Regions from separate parts of the Mus musculus genome. Here all the other regions are linked to region 1. The links are chromatin contacts, called in public ChIA-PET, Hi-C and HiChIP or PLAC-seq maps. All regions are on one chromosome and are shown on one strand. Each heading gives the region's core, a stretch centred on a gene start, on an enhancer-like site or on the middle of the called end of the contact. The rest is flanking DNA. Distances are from core to core; before and after follow the strand shown.

Region 1 (2,700 bases), core at 151-2,650:
TTATCAAGCACCTGGTGTGGGTTCTCAGAACAAATGGTACTGTGATCCTTTGAAGAGAAGCCTGAGCCCTCTTTACTAATTAGCCATCTTTCCAGCCCCAGACTTAACTCTGTCTTTTATATCCCCTGTGCGGGTAATTGAACCAAGGGACTCAAGCATAAAACCACCACTCTACTCTCAAGCTAAACCACCAGCACTGTAACTATACACTTCAAATGAGTGCCTCGGTAAAGCTGTTTCAATTCCACACTATACAAATTGATGCCGTTCCAGAACTTCGAGGAGTCTTAATGTCCTTGTGAGCAGACACCTAGAGTTTAGAAAGATGCACCCGCTTTACTTTTGAAAACTTCCTAACTTACATTATATCTCAAATGAGGCACAGCTCTGAAGCCAGGAACCAAGGCTTCCACGTCTTCCACTTTTCCCTACACGCCCGATGACACGGAGCTATGGAGCATGCCTCGGTTTATCAATTCGATTGAACACAGGCCGGTGCAGGCTACGAGGTGGGGATAAGAAAACCACTCTACGCAAAAAAAGATCAGAACCAAGGGCCACGAAGGGGGAGCAGAATTTAAACAGCTAAAAACACTTTACTCTGCAAAGTGGTGTGGAGTTAGGGTGACCAAAAGAAAACACCTATAGGTCAAAGAGAGCCAGCCAATGAGAGCGGGGGACCGATGACGTAGGTTAACCAAAGGGTTTTCTAAACCTGCTCTCTGCAAGTGATACTTAGGTGATCAGGCCTTCTCAGCGTGCAATGACAGGAGATACAATGTCGACGAAGTTCGCTGTCGGCAAGTTCCCCTTTTACAAGCGAAAAGCGCACAGCTATGCCCAAGATCAAACAACACTCCAGCGTTACTTACTAAGCCCTATCTCCAACTATCTCCACCGCCATCTTCAGGATGCGAGCCCAGCAGCCGCATCACTTCGGGGGCTGCGTAGCTCCCGGGTCGTGCAAACTGAAAGGAGATGCAGTAACACCGTGCATCGCCCTGGTTCCCGGTCCCCCGTCCCCCGATCCCGCCTCGGCCACGCGAGGACCTCACCTGCACACGCCTCGGATACAAGGCTCCAGCCAGATGCGGTAGGCGGTCTCGATGTGCTCCTGCGACACCTCCTCGGGCCGCACCGTCTCCGCCCAGCGCCAGGCCGCCTTCTCCAGCTGCAGCCGCGGAGCCATAGCCTTGACCGAGGTAGCACTCGCCGAGCCCGGTGGCCTCCGGCGCCGCCTCCGTCTCCGCCCGAATGGGCACGGGCCCCTGCCAGCCGAAAGAACCCAGCGCTGCCCTCAGACAGGAGAGCAGTCAATCACCTGCGCGCGCCACGGCCGCCGCGCCCGCCCGCCCGCGCCCAGCTCGCACGACCAGCCGCAAAGCGCCGCCGCCGCCGCCGATACCCGACAGACCCCGCGCCTGCGGACGTTGGAGGCGTACGCCCTGCCGCAGTCTGCGCATGCGTGCTCCCAGGAGTCCCTGCGCCGAAAGCCCATGTAATCCGACTGGCGGAAGAAAGCCAAGCGTCTGCCCAAAGGCGACTCGCCACGTCTTTTTTCCGCCATGGTGAAGGCAGCTAGCTACGCTTCAGCCTCCGTCGTCTACTCCGACGAGCGAGAGCTTGCCCTTGCTTTCCACACTTCCCCTGTTACTGTGACAAAGTTACACCATAGAGTACTCAACGCACACCATAGGGCCACCGGGACTGTGAGTGGGACCTGATAATAGCAGAAACCGAGGCAGCCGGAACGCCACAGTCGGATCGAGGATTTCACTTGAGCCTGGGCGAGTTCCGGCTCCTTGCCCGTGCTTTCTGACGTCACGAGGCGTTATGTGGTTTGCGGATGCTACAACGGGACTACATATCCCAGCGTGCAATGCGCTCTGCCACTCGCGGAGCGCGAGGCATCCTGGGGTTTGTAGTCTTCGAAGTGATAGGCTCAGTCTTTGAGTTGCAGGTTGTTTAGAAGCATACACAGGTCTGGGACGTGTTCTTTGCTGTAGGCTGTTGACCAGAGGGTCAACACTTTGACGTCTTAATTCGTTATGGAGTGTACACCCTAGCTCCCTGCTGTGATATTATTTCCTTTTTGCAACTACTTCCCCTTAGACCTAAAAAAGGCTAAACTGAATCACAGCGTTTTGTAACAGAAAAGAGCTATTACAGCTAAAGAGAGAAAATTCCAGGACTTTAAATATGTAAAAGCCCTGTGGGAATTCAAGGACTAATTCCTCCCTTATCTACTCCTCAACCCACCCCACCAGCCCCCAAGTAACCTTGAACTGAAGTCAAGATTTACTGAAGCAAGATTTGGTCCTTTGGTTGAATTTAGGCTGAAAATAAAAAACACAAAAATCTTCTAAGTCAGGACACACACACATACACCTCCTTTCTTAAAGAATTCCTACACCAGTTGGTTGGTGGTGGCACACACTTTTAATCTCAGGAGGCAGAGACAGGTAGATCTCTGAGTTAGTGGGCCAACCTTGTCTACAGAGTGAGTTCCAGGACAGCCAGGGCCACACAGAGAAACCTCGTCTCCTGGAAGGAAAAAAAAAAAAAGTCAAACAAATAAACACTGAATTCCTATACCACTGGTTAACAGTTGAACACTGTTGTGGGGCCCACCTTTAATCCCAGTACTCTGGTGGTGAAGGGTAGAGCCTTGCAAATTTAGTGAGTTTCTTTTTTTGTTGT
Region 2 (2,700 bases), core at 98-2,597, 700 kb after region 1:
GAGAGTGTGGAACCTTTCCTTAACCTACATTCCAGACACTCTGAAAACCCGCAATTCCTCTGAACCTGGAAGCTGAGCCTGGCAGAATGGTGGGCGTGGTGGAGAAGGCTGAGCACGGACCGAGCCTGACACCTGCTGGAAGAGCCAGGCCAGGCACAGAGGCGCCCAAGACCGAAGAGCAAGGGATTCATCACTACCACCTCACAATACAGAGCCCACCACGCTCGGCTCCTCCCAGTCCCTCACCCTTACCTTAGCCACATAGCATATCCTGGGCTACAAGTGGAGGGACAGTCAGGAGGACTGAAAGAGCAAGACCCTGTGGGCTGCTCAACTAGGTATCCTGAATTGCTAGTGTGGGTCAGGATGTAGCATATGCAGGGTGTAGAGAGCCTGGCTTAGATGTAGCTCCCTCCCCAATGCCCTACACAGGACCCCAGCCCAACCCCAAATCCAGGTAATGAGAGCATTAAGTTGGGCTATCCTACTGCCCCAATCTGCCTTCATCCCATAAATTCCACTTGAGGAAAGAGTCAGGAAGAGGCCTGGCCTGACCACTGCAAGTTCCAGGACCAGAGACAAGGTGGGGGCAGGATGAAGGGGGTAGAAAAACCATCAAGGTGGTGGGGGCCTAGCAAAAGAAGAGGTAGTGCCAATCAGGTCTCTGGAATTCCTACATCCAGTGGGGAGATCAGTCTGCGGGGCAGTGACTGCGTCTCCTGGTCAGGGAGAGACCAGCAAGAAGGAAAAGCAGAGGCTCTGTCTCTGATGCACCCATGCCAAGCAAGCTCACCCTGGCACCCTTCCCTGAGCCTGACAACTGGAATGGGTACATGGATGTTTCTAGACTAAGGCCCACCACTTGACAATTTCATGCGAGGCTTGTTTCTGGAAAGCTGCTGAACACAGGGGTCACCCAGCAACTGCACAGTGTGTGACTTAGGGCAAGCCTCAGTTTCCTCTTCTGGAAGAGGGGCTGTAACTTCATCTCAGGGAGATAGAAGGCCATTGATTCTCAAGCACGGAGGATGCCATAGAATGATCACCCTGCCCCTAGGGACAGCTGTGCCCTGGGTTCAGGTCTACACCACACACACACACACACACACACACACACACCCTGGTGTTCTCAGGATGAAGGGACGGCAGACACTTCCTCATTTTGGCACACATGACCTAGGGCCAGGGAAGGAAGGGGTGGGTAGAGATATCACTGTGGTCAGCCTGGATCAGAACCTAAAAGAAAGTGTCAAGTCAGGGAAAATTTCTGGAAAGGGGATGTAGGGTTAGGGTGCTGTGGGGGAGGGGGCTCTCCCTGCTCTGGGCGGTTCTTCTCTCACAGCTCTGAAACAGTATGTTCCTGTCTGGGAGAACAGGACGTCTCTGTGATTAGGCCTGAAGTCCCTTACACCCTCAGGTGAGGCTGGGACCCTGCTGCAGTGCGAGCGAGTTGTGGTTTCCCCTCAGGTACCCTCCTGAACCATAGGACTAGGGGTGTCTTTGTTTGCTGGGATAGGCCTTCTCTAAGGCTTGGACCTTAGAAGAGACCCACTACCTATCTGTCCATCATCCATCCAGCCATCTGTGGTTGGATGTGGACTCCCCAGGATGAAGGGCTACGGAAGGGGACGGGGCAATGAGGAGAGGGAGGGAGAATTCAGTACCAGTTCCTCCATCTCACCCCCGCCCCTCCTCAGGATGGTCGTTGGACCCAGTTGCCAGCCTCCATGTGGACTTTGCCTGCTGCTGCTGTTTCTTCTGGCCCTACCACTCAGGAGCCAGGCCAGCGCTGGCTGCTATGGGATCCCAGGGATGCCAGGCATGCCGGGGGCCCCTGGGAAGGACGGGCATGATGGACTCCAGGGGCCCAAGGGAGAGCCAGGTAAGTCTGCTTGCCTGGATGGAGGCTGGCCTTGGGGCGGGAAGCGCAGAGCCCTCTCTTTCTGCAGGTCCTCAGAGTTCAGACTTTAGCCTCCAGACTGACTCTGGTGACCTTGCAGCATGCTGCCCTCATTTGCCTTATCCTGTAGAAGGGAATAAAGAGGAGCCTCTGTCCCTGCAGGCAGGTGACAGCCTGTTCATTCTACAGATGGATGCTTAGGGAAGGTGGCCCACACTGCCGGGGCACCTATGGGAGGGTCAAAACCAAGCCAAGTCCACCACCTCCCTCTTTATCAGCTTACACAACTTTTTTTTTAACCCCACAGTGCCTTAGTTTGCACGTCTGTGAAATGGGTGCTGCAATCCCTGTTTCTCAGGTTGTCACAGCTTTGAACACGTTTACATAGATGACAAAATTAAGCACCTAGCAGGTGTGATGGTCTCTGTCAATCAGGATGCAAGGGGCAGGGTGGTCAGGACCACACCCAGGGTGTTCTCACGAGTGTCATGGTGTGAAGGGCAGGCCAAGGAAAGGAGTGGGCTGCTAGGGTTAGGGAAGAGAGGAGGGCAGGTGTTGTGGCCCTTTATGAGTGTGGGTGCTTTCCCTGGGAGATCAGTGGAGTCTGGGCATGAGGGAGGGTAAGTAGGGCTGAGCAGAACTCGTGGGGACTTCGGGGACAGAGGGATGAGACAGGGGGCTAATGGAAAGCGCCCTAAAAAAAAAAAGAATGTCCATACTGGCCTCTTTCCTCCCAGCCACCAAATGAAATCTTGCGACCCTGGAAGGAATTACTCACTAGAGGGGAGCCGGTGAGCCCC
Region 3 (2,700 bases), core at 48-2,547, 990 kb after region 1:
CTAAAACAAAGGCTTAATCCATTTAAGTCCGTAGTTTTGGGAAATGGACTGACCTTGCTTTTTGGCTTCTGTAGTTCTGCTTCTGGCTAACTGAAGCTTTTAAAAAAGTTTTATTTATTATTTCTAAGTACACTGTAGCTGTCTTCAGACACACCGGAAGAGGGCATCAGATCCCATTACAGATGGTTGTGAGCCACCATGTAGTTGCTGGGAATTGAACTCAGGACCTCTGAAAGAGCAGTCACTTCTCTTAACCACTGAGCCATCTCTCCAGCCCCCCATCTCCCCAGGCCCCAAGTAAATACTTTCTATTGGCTTAAACCCATGCCTGCATTCTTCTCTGGTGAATATCTCATAGCCCCCCAACATCCTATACATCTCAACATCTCATGAATAAAACACCCACATTCACAACATTAGAAAGAACTGACCAAGCCGGGCAGTGGTGGCACATGCCTTTAATCTCAGCACTTGGGAGGCAGAGGCAGAGGCAGGTGGATTTCTGAGTTAGAGGCCAGTCTGGCCTACAAAGTGAGTTCCAGGACAGGCTGGGCTATACAGAGAAACCCTGTCTCGGAAAAACCAATCCCCCACCCCCCTCCCCAAAAAAGAAAAAAAGAAAAGAAAGAACTGACCTAGGTTGAAGAAGTGTTATGCGCCTGGAGATGAGAGGCATGGAGGAGGAGGCATGGTGGCGAGCATGTGCAGCCTCAAGAAAGAAAATAAACACGGCTTGGAGGCAAGAGCGAGTCCACTTTGACTCAAACCAGAAATTCCTCATTTCTCTCTATTTTATTACCGTGGAAATTCGTGCACTCTTTATTTCCCCACAGTCCAAGCAGGGCCATTATGAAGCTAGTTTCCCTAGCTCTAGGGATAACTCGGGGCCATATACATTCTGGGCCAGTGCTCTAAAGGTTGAGTTACAGAGCACAGGATAATTAAGTGATCATTAATTAAGTTGTACTTCAGAGTGTTCCCCTGTCTCAATTAGGTAGTAAGCCCTCTGAAAGCCGGAATTCCATAATCCACCCCTTGTCCTGCAGGGAGAGTGAATGTTATTAGTTGAAGTGACTAGTGTATGGGGTGAATATTGAGAGTCCTTGATGAAAACGGTCGGGCTCAGAACCCGAAGTCAGGCGGATATGCTGGGTCGCACTCCCAATCGCAGGGGGCGCTCTAGGTCAGCCTCGCGATCGGAGCTGCGGCGCCGCTCTAGCCTCCAGGACGTCGCTCTCTGGTCTTGAGCCGGGGACAAGCGGCTGCTTTTTTGTCCTGGTGCGGCGGGAGCGCGCAGGGCGCGTGCGCACGCGGGGGTGTTTGGCTTCGCACGGAGCGTGAGAGGTGCGGGGCGGAGAGGCGCGAGGCGGCTGCGGACCCACGGAGCGGCAGACCGATCGGCCCCTGCGGCCCGCGGCGGCCAGGCGGCCCGAGATGTTGTCTGGGAAGAAGGCGGCGGCGGCGGCAGCGGCAGCGGCGGCGGCGGCGGCTGCTGGGACCGAGGCCGGGTCCGGGGCGGCGGGCGGTGCCGAGAACGGCTCTGAGGTGGCCGCGCCGCCCGCGGGCCTGACGGGCCCCACCGACATGGCTACGGGGGCGGCGGGCGAGCGCACTCCCCGAAAGAAGGAGCCTCCGCGGGCCTCGCCGCCCGGGGGCCTAGCCGAGCCGCCGGGGTCTGCTGGGCCCCAGGCGGGGCCCACAGCCGGGCCCGGCTCCGCGACGCCCATGGAGACCGGAATAGCCGAGACCCCGGAGGGCCGACGGACCAGCCGGCGCAAGCGGGCCAAGGTGAGGCCGTGATCGAACCGCTGGTCCCGGGGACCGGAGTGGGGCCGGGGGAGGGGAGGCCCGGCCTTTGTGCGGGGACCCGGTGTATCGGGCGCTGGAGGGTGTGACCCTGATGGTCTGACTGGGAAAGATGGCTTCCCGACGCGTTTGTCTACCTGTGTGTCTGATGTGTGCGGACGGCGGACGGCTTCTGGGTTGTGTACACCGGGGAGATGGGTGTGATGCTCTAAGAGTCAAGCTGCATGAAAAGAAAGAGACTTTTTCTTTGTTTTTGAAAGGTCTTGCTGTACGCCAGGTACGCGTAGACTCTTATTTCTTTCTTTCTTTTTTTTAAAGATAAAATAATAAAATATACAAAAACCAATCGTTTATTGTGCGTGTGCGAGTTGGGGTCATAGGATAGCTCGCCTGAGTCCTTCCTGTCTTTCCGCCATGCTAAGGAATCGAACTGAGGTTGTCAGGCCTGGAGGCCAGCGCTTTCTTGGGGCCCGGGTAGACTTTTTCAAATTGTGGAAGCGAATGAAGAATACCAGTTGGACACGGGGCGAATATAAAGATAAAGATTTGGCATCAAATCCAACACTATCCACAGATAACCTCTGTCTCACACCCCAGTATGCCAGATGGTGCATTTGGCACAGGGCCAGCGTTTTTCGTTTTCCCAAACACCACTGGACTGGTATTGTTAGCTTCATTTTAAGAATGAGTAAAAAGAGGTTTGCAGTTTCAGAGTTTGGTGTTTTGACAAGGTGTAATTCGATATTGAAACAAACAAACAAACAAACAAACAACCCTCTGGGTCAGTAACCTTGCTAAGCATTGGTGTGGCTTTATTGCACAGTATTAGCCTTAACCAGAGATGCTTAATCTGATGGGGAAATTGGAAATACATATGGGTTTGTAATAAATACA
Region 4 (2,700 bases), core at 170-2,669, 730 kb before region 1:
GCCAGAGCTCCGGCGCGCCAAAGCGCAGAGCGCGCTCTATTGTTTACATCTTTAGGCAGCGAGAGAGCGCAGGGCGCGCAGAGCCAGAGAGATGCCAGCGAGAGAGAATGGCGGAAAACCCGTCCCCTTTTTAGGAGAGTTATATTTCGCCTAGGACGCATCACTCCCTGATTGGCTGCAGCCCATGGCCGAGCTGACGTTCACGGGAAAGGCAGAGTACAAGTAGTCGTAAAATACCCTTGGCACATGCGCAGATTATTTGTTTACCACTTAGAACACAGGATGTCAGCGCCATCTTGTGACGGCGAATGTGGGGGCGGCTCCCAACACTACCTCTGGTGGGTAGTGGGTTAAAAGAGAGGTTAAAGCATTGAAGAACCATCATTTAAAATAGGCTTTGAAGGCTGGGCAGTGGTGGCACACGCCTTTAATCCCGCACTTGGGAGGCAGAGGCAGGTGGATTTCTGAGTTCGAGGCCAGCCTGGTCTACAGAGTGAGCTCCAGGAGAGCCAGGGCTATACAGAGAAACCCTGTCTCAACACCCCCCCCCCCCAAAAAAAATAGGCTTTGAAAAAAATTAAAAATTTCACTGGATGACCAGTATTTGGTATTATGTGATTTTACACACACACACACACACACACACACACAAAATTATGCTTAAGTCAGAGACAAGCAAAAAGATTATTCAGCCTGATGTGGTGGTATATACCTGTAATCCCCACACTCCAGAGGGCCATCCTAGTCTACAGGAAGAATTCCAAGCCAACCAGGGCTATGCAAGGCCTTGTCTCAAATAAAGTAAAATAAAATGAGTAAAAATAGTAACAGGGTTAATAACCTTATTATCAGCTAGCTATTCGTAACAAGCAGTTTAAGTCATAGGGATTTATTAAGCATCTGGGTGGCTTCTGGTTAAGTCTCCCAGTCAGTCTCAGACCTCAGCTCCTGCACCCACTGGTGCATAAATTATGGCCTTTGGTCAAGATTTCCCTCCAAGATCTAAGCCCCGGAACCTCCAACCTGTCTGTACAGGAGCATGAGAGCACTTGGGAGTGGGGGAGAAGAGCCAAGGTCTTCCCTCGATAGCCAGGGCAGTGTGAACTTCAACCTCAACTCTAATACCTGCAAGCAATCTGGAAACACCACAGTCGCTTATCTACAAAATTGGCACTCATATCATGGGGGGGACAGTCAAACTAGCTAACAGGTGTAAAGGGCCTGGATCGGTGACTGATAACAAATATTAGTTTCCTGGCTCAACGTCTCATCTTAACCAGGACCAGTGAAGTTGTTCACAACCCCTCGACCTGGGTTCAAAGTGCAAACCAGCTGCACCAAGGGATGCAGGGATGAGCGGGTAGCGCCCCCGCGTGCTGCGCAGGAGAACTGCCGGGGACCGCCCCCCGCGCTTGCGCACAGGCGCCGCCCCCGAAGTTTGTTGTTGTCCCAGACGTTTGTGGCGGTGGCAGCTGGCTCCGGTCACCGCGCCACCATGGCGGTGCGACAGGCACTGGGCCGAGGCCTGCAGCTGGGTCGGGCGCTGCTGCTGCGCTTCGCGCCCAAGCCCGGCCCGCTGTTCGGCTGGGGGAAGCCCGGCCCCGCGGCGGCCTGGGGCCGCGGAGAGCGCCCAGGCCAGGTCGTAAGCCCCGGAGCACAGCCTCGGCCGGTCGGGCTCCCCCTCCCGGACCGCTACCGCTTCTTCCGCCAGTCGGTAGCTGGGCTGGCGGCGCGGATCCAGAGGCAGTTCATGGTGCGGGCCCGGGGCGGCGCAGGCCCTTGCGGCCGAGCGGTCTTCCTGGCCTTCGGGCTGGGGCTGGGGCTGATCGAGGAGAAGCAGGCGGAAGGCCGGAGGGCCGCCTCGGCCTGTCAGGAGATCCAGGTGAGAGCGGCGGTGGGCGGGAGCGCCGGGAGCGGGCCGAACCGGGCCAGAGTGTAGCCCTGAGGCCAGCCGGGCCGGGGCGGGGCCTAGGCCAGGAGGAGGCGGGGTTAGGAGAGTGAGTGATCTGGGTGGGGCGGGGCCAAATTGGACAGCAAGGGCGGAGTTAGTTGGATAGTTGTTGGGGCAGCCTCAGAATCCTAGTGGTGTAGGGGCGGGTCGTGAACCAGGGCGTGGTAGGAGCCTGGGCATTGGGAAGGGCAGGTCTCTGAGCCGTGATTGGGCAATTTAAGGGGGTGGGGTACTCGTGGACCAGACTGAGTGGCTGGTGGCATCTTAGTTATGTGTCTAAGAGCATGAGGACATGCCTAGACCTTGGGGGGGGGGGTAGGTAGATCAGGGGATAAGGCAAAGATTAAAATCTATCTATGACTTGGACTATACATTTCTTGGAATTGATCTGTTAATTAAGGCTGACCTATTTCCCATTACTGATGGCCTGATATGCCGACACTTTGCAAACAGTATGGTTTAAAAGCTGCTGATTATTGGTCTCTGTTGCACTGTAACAAATGGCTTTGAGTAAATTTCTTTTCTTTTGGGATGCATAAAAGGGGGACAGAGCCTTGATTTGTATATGTAGCCCAGGTTTGTCTTGAACTTTTTTTTTTTTTAGTTTTTCAAGACAGGGTTTCTCTGTGTAGCCCTGGCTGTCCTGGAACTCACTTTGTAGACCAGGCTGGCCTCGAACTCAGAAATCCACCTGCCTCTGCCTCCCAAGTGCTGGGATTAAAGGTGTGCACCACCACAGCCCGGCTGGA
Region 5 (2,716 bases), core at 119-2,618, 840 kb before region 1:
GGCGAAGACCCCTGGGGGCTCCGCTCCACCCCAGCTTTATCTCTGGGTCCTAACACAAAAGCAAGGGCCTTTCACATCTTTACCTTATTACTTTTTATTATATGGGTGGTTTTGCCTGCATGCATGTCTGTGTATCACATACATGCCTGGTACCCAATAGAGGCCAAAAGATCACCTGGGACTGGAGACAAAAATAAAACAGAGACGGAAATGTGCCGTCTGAGCTGTTAAGTGCAACCCTCAAATGAGAATGTAGTTTTAAAGTAACTATAATATACAAAGAAATGACTGTAGAAACCTGGAGCGGAGCGGTTAAATAGATGAGCCTTTAAGTTCTCTGTTCTCCAAATGAGCCTCTAAGTTTGCTGTTCTTCACGTTGGAATCACCCCTGCCTTACATATCTTCACATCCTCCATCTCCGACCCAAGTATCACCTTGTTTAAAATGGCGACGCCCCCCTGTCAATGGCCATAATCTAGAATCACTTGGAAAGAGTGTCTCAACAAGGAACTGTCTATATTGAGTCAGCCTGTGTAGGCATAGCTGTTTAGACACTGTCCTGATAGCTCTAACTGAAGGGGGGAAACTCGCTGTTGTGTTGTGACTGACACCATTCTCTAGGTCTGGGCTCTGGACTGTTTAATAGTTGTTTCTCTCGACTCAGACGTGATTTGCAGCTGACTCAAGTTCCTGGCCTGGACTTCCCCGCGATGATGAATGGTAACCTGAAACTACAAACGAAATAACCCTTCTCCCTCTCCTAAGCTGCTTTCTGTCAGATATTTTACTATAGCAAAAGGAACGGAACTCTCCGTTTCCCTATCTTTCCGCTTTTCTCTGCCCTACTCCAACCCGATTCTCGCCCTATCACACGATCCAATTACGTGTAGGCGTGTGGTTGACCTAGAATGCACTGTGCACCAGGACAATGGCCTGTTTTTCTCACTACCTGGTGCCCAGCAGGTTTTCGAGAAACAGTTTTACAGCACTGCAATAACGTCCAGTGACACTGAGGGTCACTGGGGGGGGGCAGCCTCGCTGCAGCAGGTGCCCGGGATCCCCTCTGGCTGCGCGTCGTCTGGGGCCCTGTGGCTCCCCGGTGCGCCCCGGCGCGAGCTGCCAGTGAGACCGGGCTGCCCACCCCACCCCCCGCACTGACCTTGAGTTCCTGCGCGACCTGGGCCTTCTGCCGGTATATGGAGTACAGTACGGCGGTGACCATCGAACTGGTGCCCAGCAGGATGACCTGGCCGAGCGACGGTCGCGAACCGCTCTCCATGGCGACCCCAAGCCGCACCAGCCGCCTCGAAATCACCTGCGACCCCTACGCAGCCGCGCAGCCCTTCCCGGAACCCGTCGCCCGTCGATGACGTAAAAACCGGAAGTGGAGGACGGGGGTGGAGCAAAGACGTTGCCTAGGTGGTTGCGACGTTACTGCGGCCTCCTGGGAAACCGGTGGGGCTGGCTGTGGTCACGTGGGAGCTCTCCCTCCGGGTTTCTAGACGTTCTTGCTCCGTTATTGTTAAATGACATCTAATTTATCCTATGAGAGCGTGCCTTGGTGCACCTATAGAGGGCAGGACTCGATCTGAGCGTCCCGGTTTCTCCTACTTTATGGGTCCTTGGGATGGAACTCAAGTTCTTAGCCATGGTGGCAAAGCACCTTTACTCACTGGTCTGTTTCTCCAGCCCTTGCTGGATTATTTGATGTCGCCGCCGTCAGATGGGGAGCTGAGTAAAACGCGTGTTCAGCACCAAGAAGTGTTAGGCTTTAAGCTATCGGAGAACCTTGAAACCTGGCTTTTAAAGATGAAGAAACTAGCCCGGCGTGGTGACGCACACCTTTAATCCCAGCACTTGGGAGGCAGAGGCAGGCGGATTTCTGAGTTCGAGGCCAGCCTGGTCTACAAAGTAAGTTCCAGGACAATACAGAGAAACCCTGTCTCGAAAAACCAAAAAAGAAGAAGAAGGAGGAAGAGGAAGAAGAAGAAGAGAAGAAAGAAGAAGAAAAAAGAAACTGGGGCCAGAGGGGATGGAGAACATGGTCGGAGCCATACTGCAAAGGAGAGCTGGAGAAAAATTAGTCCAGCTTCAAAGCCCTCAACCACTACACCAGTTGAATTGATTCTACACCAGTTGAATCGCGAAAATAGCTCTTAATCTACTGCCACGCCACCCCCAAAACAGCATACTGCTTATTTAATAATAACAGCAAATATTTTTATTGAGTGACTATTATATGCCTTGTACTGTAGTTCGTATTTCTTAGGCCTGGCCTGTGTTTCACTCCACTATCTAGGGACCAAACCCAGGGTTTCAAGTGTTCTTCCACTTAGCTCCGTCCCAGTCACTCCAGACCAGCATTTGATGCATTCAACCACTGCCACAGTAGAGTTTCAGGAGAGGAAACTGAGGCTTCGGTTAAGAAATACACACAGTCCAGCACTCAGGAAGCAGAGGAAGGCAGACCTCTGAGTTCAAGGCCAGCCTGGTCTACAGAACGAGTTCTAGTACAGTTGGGACTACACAGAGAAGCCTTGTCTCAAAAAAACAAGTGGTGGGGAGAATATAAATACACTCAGACCTTTAACTAAAAATGATAATGGGCTTCAACCCAGGTGACCTTTGGAGAACTCGTCCAACTCCTCTCAGACATCAGAGTCGCCGCAAGTCTTAGCCAGCACATCTGCCTGCAAAGCCTGGGTTCTCCTTGCA
Region 6 (2,700 bases), core at 171-2,670, 970 kb after region 1:
TGGGATTGAGGGTACGAACCACTGCCCCTCAGGTTTTTTATATAGTACTGGGGATTGAACCTGGGTCTTTGAGTACTTTACCAAGTGAGCCATCTCCTAGCTACTTATAACTTTTCAAAGGCCTGAACCAACCAAATATCCTTCAATGATGAATGAAAATATGACTCATAGGTCCATGCAATCGAATGTTACATAGCAACATAAAGAATAGAGTATCTATATATATAATAATATGTATAAATCTTAAATGCACTGTGCTAAGTGAAATAAATAAACCATTCTCAAACGCGGACGGATTGTAGCATCATTTGTATAACACTCTGGAAAGGGCAACAAACAGAACCTGAGCTCAGCTCTGCACCTTCCAGCTCTGGACAAATGACTTCACCTCTTGAAGCCAGAAGACTGCCCCTCCCCCCGGGAGAGCTCAGGTGAGCCCCTACAGAGCTGTGCAGGAAGCATGGATCGATTGGCAAACAAGTTGTGTTACAATAACAAGTGTTAGCTCAACTGTCATAGTTGCTTTACTTGTTCCAGAGAGAAACAAGCAAGAGCAGAGGCTCCGGTGGGGAAGCAGGTGAAGCAGCCAGGGTGGGAAGGAGGGCAGAGTCACTGAGCAAGCAGCTGAGGAGGAGCTAGGGATGTTGACCAAGAAAATGTGTGACTTCCTGATTGGGACTCACCCGAGTCTTCATCTTCCTTAGGGCATGGAAGATTCCAGCTCCTTGAGGATTCTGGCCTGCAGCGCAGGAAACCCTGTGGACAGGAAACTAAGAGAAGCAAAGGCAAGAAGAAGTGGGAGCAGTGGGGAGACAGGGCCCGGAGAGATGGCTCAGAGCTTAAGAGCACTGCTGCTATTTCAGAGGATCTGGGTTCAATTCCCTGCATCTACATGGTAGCTCACAACCATCTATAACCACAGTTTCTGGGGTTCTGACACTCTCCAGGGATGCCAGACCTACCCATGATACAAGCATAAATGGGGAAACATACATACACATAAAATTAATAATAAAGACATGTCCTGGGAGAAGAAGGGACAGAAAATAGCTAGAAAGGGGGTAAAATGAGGATGGTGGGGAAGGAGGACCCCACTTCCCAAGCTCAGAAGCCTGGCTGATTCGCAGTGCCTGATTGTCCAGGACTATCCTGCTTCTTGCACTAGAAGACCCAGAACCCCTTCTATCTCAGGCAAACCTGAAGGAGGGCACCAAACCTACCCCAAATCTACCAGCCTCTAATTCCAGCTCCTTCCCCCACAACCATCTGCCAGGCCCCAGACTCTCACATTTTACCTACTTCCAGAAGGATCTAATGGAATCCACAATTCAGCTCTTTCAACCGGGATCCCTGTGTTTCAAGGGTCTTCCTGAACGCTCAGCATGAGCTTTGCCCAAACTGCCAGCAGCCGTGACAGATGTGGCCCTCATTTCTCCAGCTCTAATCCCTCGCTGTCCTCTGCCTAGAGGATTAGCTTCCCAGGAGCCCTGGCAGCAGGGAAGCTGGGCAGATGTATCAGAGTGCCGGACATCTATGCCATGTGACCACAGAAGCTATAGTCCGGGGGCATGAAGAAACTCAGGAAAAGAGGTGACAAAAGACAGCTACCAGGATCTGACCCTCAGGCCCTTAGAACCCTTTTCCAAGCTCAAACCAGTTCACCAGTCACCTCTGAGAACACAGGTGTGAGCCTTTCTATTAAGTGCCCAGGAGAGCCACTGTTACCTGGAAGTGAGACTCTCTCGGTTTCTTTGTAAATGAGGACAATAATGACTACAGCTAATTAAGTAGGAGAGTGCTTCTAAGGCAGAAGCCCGTGACCTGCCCCTAGGAGGGGCTGGCTCTGCCAAGGCTGGCACTCATGACTTGGCTCTGGTATCAAACTCCCAATCTGGTCCAAAGGCTGACTTTAGATTTTTTTTCTAAGTCTAAGAAAATCTAAGACTGACTTAGATTTTCGGGAATGTCAGAGGACAACTCGCAAGAAGTGGTTTTCTCTTTCCACTGTGTGGGTCCCAGGGATTGAATTCAGGTCATCAGGCGTGGTGGCAAGCACCTCTACCTACTGAGCCATCTTACAGGCTGTCTGTGTCTTTGATCTGCACAGGAACTGCAGGAAGAAGAATCTAGCTTGTCACACTTTCCATCCATCCAAAGGAGCTGATATTCAAAGTTCCCAGGAAGAGCAAGGGCTAAGATTGGAACACAGGACACAGGTCCCCCTCCCCTGGTCCCCAAAGCCTTCCTTATATCTCCATCTGACTGACTATGAGGTCGTCGGGGGGTGGGGGGGTGGCATGTCAAAGCTAGGACTGATGATCTGAGTCAGATAGTTTACTGCAAGGGCCTGCAAGACTTCCCTTAGGGGACCCACCCATGTCTCAATGACTCCACTGTCTTCTGTGGCACTCCTCCTGGATACTCAAGTTGACCCAGCTTCTGGAGGCAGGTGTTTCTCCCTTGTAAATCCGGATTATTTCCAATTCAGCTAGAAGAGAATCCACACCATGTCATATAGCAAATCACCACTAGATGGCAGAAGGTGTACATGGAATGTCCCAGCTTGCTCTTCCTTTAAAGGTATTTTACTGGAGAATTGGTCTTCAGGTTCTATACCTGTGAAACAAGAAAGATCAAACACACACACAGACACAGATACACATTCATATACATACACACACATACTCACATACATACAAA
Region 7 (2,700 bases), core at 87-2,586, 710 kb before region 1:
AGCTCAGTAGATCTTAACAGAAATGTCTAGTGGTGGACTCAACTGCCTTGTAAGACAGAAATAGTTAAGTGTAAGTTACAGATCTTCACTCCATTCAGTAGTCTCTGAGGGCTGGTGAGATGGCTTAGCAGGCAGCCACAGGTCGGTCACTGGGTTCAAGTCTCCAGTAAGGGCTGGGAATGACAAGCGGTGCCTATTACCCAAGCATCAGGAGGCAGAGACTGATCTGAGAGCTCACTGTCCAGCCTGCTTAGTCAAAATGGCAAGCTTCAGGTTCAGTGAGAGACCCTGGCTTAAGGGAGTGAGGAGTGTGACAGAGTAGGTGACCCGATTCTACACGTCCACAGAAGTGTGCACAACCTCACATACATGCATATTTCCCACCACCCCCAATACCAACTAGCCTTGTGTTGGTCAGCCAAAACACATCCATCAGGCCTTAAGGGTTGATGGGTATGTATCTATTTGTATTCTTATGACCTGCAGAATGACTTTTTACAGCAATCCATGTTAATAATGTGACAAATCTTTGTACACAAGCAAGTCAAATCAAGAGTTTCTTTATCAGGACCCTTGTTAGAGAAAACCCCCTTCTCCAGAAGCGAAATGTCTACGGGTGACATTTGGCACTCTATCCTTAGCTGTATCTTTTTGACGGATGAAATCTCCGAGGCCCAAGCTGCAATTAACATTTTCCTCTACTATACTTCGAAACTCACCCCAAGACCCAGAACATGCCCAGGAACAAGAAGACAGCCGTCTCCTGAGCCCCCCCAATCCCATTTCGAGGGGCGACGCGCGCCCTTACCTTCCACCGACGGGGAAAAGATGATAAGGTTGTCATAGAGGAACTCCCCGTACTTAATGAGGGACAAGCTGGGGTCATCTGCGGTCTTGAAGGTGAGCTCAAAGCCCCGGTCTGGAGGAAAGAAACCCGGAACCCGGTCAGGAGAGGAATCCCTGCTGCAGCCCTCGGAGGGGGCTGCCGTCTCCGCCCCAACCCGGGCCATTCCCTCGGCTCTGCTCGGCGCTCACCCTTCAGGCTGCGGAAGAACAGCGAGTGCGTGTCCCGCACGTTCAGGTTGTCCAGCAGCACGAGGGTGCGGGGGCCGCTGGCGCAGACGCAGCCGAGCACGGCCAGCAGCAGCCCGCAGAGGGGCCAGGCGCGGACGGCGAGGCGGGGATCCATCTTCATCTCCCAGCAGCCCAGGCCAGCACCTGGGCACCGGAAGCGTCCCTCGCGGCCGCCCAATGGCCGCTCGCAGCGGCGGAGTACCACTTGGAAGCGGTCCGGGTACTCCGTGGCCCCGCGGCCCACGCCGCTGCGGGGACGGACCAAGAAGCAGGGAACGCCACCGGAAGTGGCCCTCCGGAGGCCGAGTCTCTGTACCTTATTGGCGAAACGCACTTGAGGCTCCGCCTCCCCCATGGAAAAGGGCCAATCCAAGAGAGACAGCTCCGTAGCTGCTGCCAATCAACAAAGCCGGGCGCCCTTTGCCTCCGCCCAGGCTAGCTCCCGCCACATCTCTCAAACTCTCCTCTAGCGTCTCCAGATTTTCCGTTTCCTAGGCAGCCGCCCCTTTTCCCCCAGGACGCAGTTGTCATTACCAGGACCAGATAGGGGTGAATTCCTCGCCTGTCGCTAGTCTAACGGGCTCGGAAGCAGGCCCTTATCTCTTGAGAGCAATGAGGTGGGGAAATAGGCTCTGGCCAGGCCCGAAACAGGGTGGATGGCCAAGGAGAAGGTTAGTGATCAAAAGGCTCTTCACAACCAGGATTGGTGGCTCGTGCTTTTAATTTCAGCACTCGAGTGGGAGGCAGAGGCAGATCTTTGTGACTTCGAGGCCAGCCTGGTCCACATAGTGAGTCCAGGCCTGCTGGGGTCACATATTGAGAGCTGGTATAATGCGGCGGGAGGGAGCAACTTGGCTGGCCGGCCAAGGTGATCCCCTGAACAATCAAGCCACGCGACAGACCTAGTGTAAAGACGATTTATCGTCGGTGGAAGGGAAGGGGACTTGGGACGGGGTAGAGACCGAAAAGGGGAACAGAGAATGGTAGAGAAGAGGCCAGCTGAGAACATCTGGGGGGAGAGAGGAGAGAATAGGAGATAGGGAGAGAGGCAGGTTAGCCGAGAGGAGTCCTTACACGCCTGGCTCGCACCTGGCTGGCGGCTACCCAAGCTGCTGCGTGGTGCCTAGCGGAATTGTCTATAAGCCAACATGGGGTGCCAGCAAGATGGTTCAGCTGATAAAGGTGCTTGTTTGCCACCAAGACTGACGTCGTGAGTTCAATCCCTGGGCCCCAGACGGTGGAAGGAGAGAACGGCCTTCTGCAAGTTGTCTTCTGACACACACACACACACACCAACCCAAGATTCAGGACAGAAATAAAACGTAGAGGTCTAGGGATGTGTACTTCAGTGGGTAAGATGCATGCATTATCTAGATTGCAGGAAGGCCTGGGTTTGATGCCCAGTATCATAGAAAACTAGGCATGGCAGCTGGCAGCTGTAACCTCAGCACTCGAGATACAAACATCAGGATAATTAGTGCAAAGTTGTCCTCAGCTACATGCAAGTCCCAGGCCAGCTGGATGTGACCGTCTCCATATAATAATTATCGTTCCTAAACTTCTCTGAAGCCCAACCACACCACTCAGTGACACTGACTTTAGGGATGTGCCATTGTTAGGACACCC

What was found. A called contact is a pair of places that touch in the nucleus more often than the background predicts. ChIA-PET counts read pairs in DNA pulled down with a chosen protein or histone mark. HiChIP or PLAC-seq counts read pairs in DNA pulled down with a chosen protein or histone mark.
Region 2: a contact with region 1 is called in an H3K27ac HiChIP or PLAC-seq map of neural progenitor cells, with 2.8 times the contacts expected there. The contact joins the promoter of C1qc here to the promoter of Usp48 in region 1. A contact is called at or near these places in 1 of 39 promoter capture datasets (hippocampal neurons), 2 of 115 datasets of contacts at active chromatin or transcription factors (large pre-B cells and neural progenitor cells) and 2 of 9 other capture datasets (adipose tissue and pancreatic islet).
Region 3: a Hi-C map of regulatory T cells shows a contact between it and region 1, with 9 times the contacts expected there. The contact joins the promoter of Kdm1a here to the promoter of Usp48 in region 1. A contact is called at or near these places in 1 of 39 promoter capture datasets (liver), 2 of 484 Hi-C or Micro-C datasets (B cells and regulatory T cells) and 1 of 115 datasets of contacts at active chromatin or transcription factors (bone marrow-derived macrophages).
Region 4: a contact with region 1 is called in a Hi-C map of double positive thymocytes, with 4 times the contacts expected there. The contact joins the promoter of Pink1 here to the promoter of Usp48 in region 1. A contact is called at or near these places in 3 of 484 Hi-C or Micro-C datasets (CD4 T cells, double positive thymocytes and erythroblasts) and 2 of 115 datasets of contacts at active chromatin or transcription factors (the 230-238 cell line and large pre-B cells).
Region 5: an H3K27ac HiChIP or PLAC-seq map of thymic regulatory T cells shows a contact between it and region 1, with 4 times the contacts expected there. The contact joins the promoter of Mul1 here to the promoter of Usp48 in region 1. A contact is called at or near these places in 1 of 39 promoter capture datasets (liver), 5 of 484 Hi-C or Micro-C datasets (B cells, CD4 T cells, CD8 T cells and 2 more) and 3 of 115 datasets of contacts at active chromatin or transcription factors (large pre-B cells, memory CD8 T cells and thymic regulatory T cells).
Region 6: a contact with region 1 is called in an H3K4me3 HiChIP or PLAC-seq map of bone marrow-derived macrophages, with 6 times the contacts expected there. The contact joins the promoter of Lactbl1 here to the promoter of Usp48 in region 1.
Region 7: a contact with region 1 is called in an RNA polymerase II ChIA-PET map of memory CD8 T cells, with 26 read pairs. The contact joins the promoter of Ddost here to the promoter of Usp48 in region 1. A contact is called at or near these places in 2 of 39 promoter capture datasets (liver and pre-B cells), 1 of 484 Hi-C or Micro-C datasets (CD4 T cells) and 3 of 115 datasets of contacts at active chromatin or transcription factors (extraembryonic endoderm stem cells, memory CD8 T cells and pro-B cells).

What each region holds. Positions count from the first base shown.
Region 1 is chr4:137,592,872-137,595,571 of GRCm38.p6, reverse strand. Usp48 (ubiquitin specific peptidase 48) reads right to left here and starts at 1,400. Exons shown (of 27, transcript NM_001355588.1): 1 at 1,056-1,400. The coding sequence starts at 1,189.
Region 2 is chr4:136,891,561-136,894,260 of GRCm38.p6, reverse strand. C1qc (complement component 1, q subcomponent, C chain) reads left to right here and starts at 1,347. Exons shown (of 3, transcript NM_007574.2): 1 at 1,347-1,417; 2 at 1,698-1,882. The coding sequence starts at 1,699.
Region 3 is chr4:136,601,320-136,604,019 of GRCm38.p6, reverse strand. Kdm1a (lysine (K)-specific demethylase 1A) reads left to right here and starts at 1,297. Exons shown (of 20, transcript NM_001347221.1): 1 at 1,297-1,788. The coding sequence starts at 1,435.
Region 4 is chr4:138,325,015-138,327,714 of GRCm38.p6, reverse strand. It overlaps Pink1 (PTEN induced putative kinase 1), which reads left to right and starts at 1,419. Exons shown (of 8, transcript NM_026880.2): 1 at 1,419-1,882. The coding sequence starts at 1,496.
Region 5 is chr4:138,433,324-138,436,039 of GRCm38.p6, reverse strand. Mul1 (mitochondrial ubiquitin ligase activator of NFKB 1) reads right to left here and starts at 1,368. Exons shown (of 4, transcript NM_026689.3): 1 at 1,161-1,368. The coding sequence starts at 1,280.
Region 6 is chr4:136,621,341-136,624,040 of GRCm38.p6, reverse strand. Lactbl1 (lactamase, beta-like 1) reads right to left here and starts at 1,420. Exons shown (of 8, transcript NM_001243262.1): 1 at 1,300-1,420; 2 at 684-756. The coding sequence starts at 695.
Region 7 is chr4:138,303,374-138,306,073 of GRCm38.p6, reverse strand. Ddost (dolichyl-di-phosphooligosaccharide-protein glycotransferase) reads right to left here and starts at 1,336. Exons shown (of 11, transcript NM_007838.3): 1 at 1,036-1,336; 2 at 809-919. The coding sequence starts at 1,195.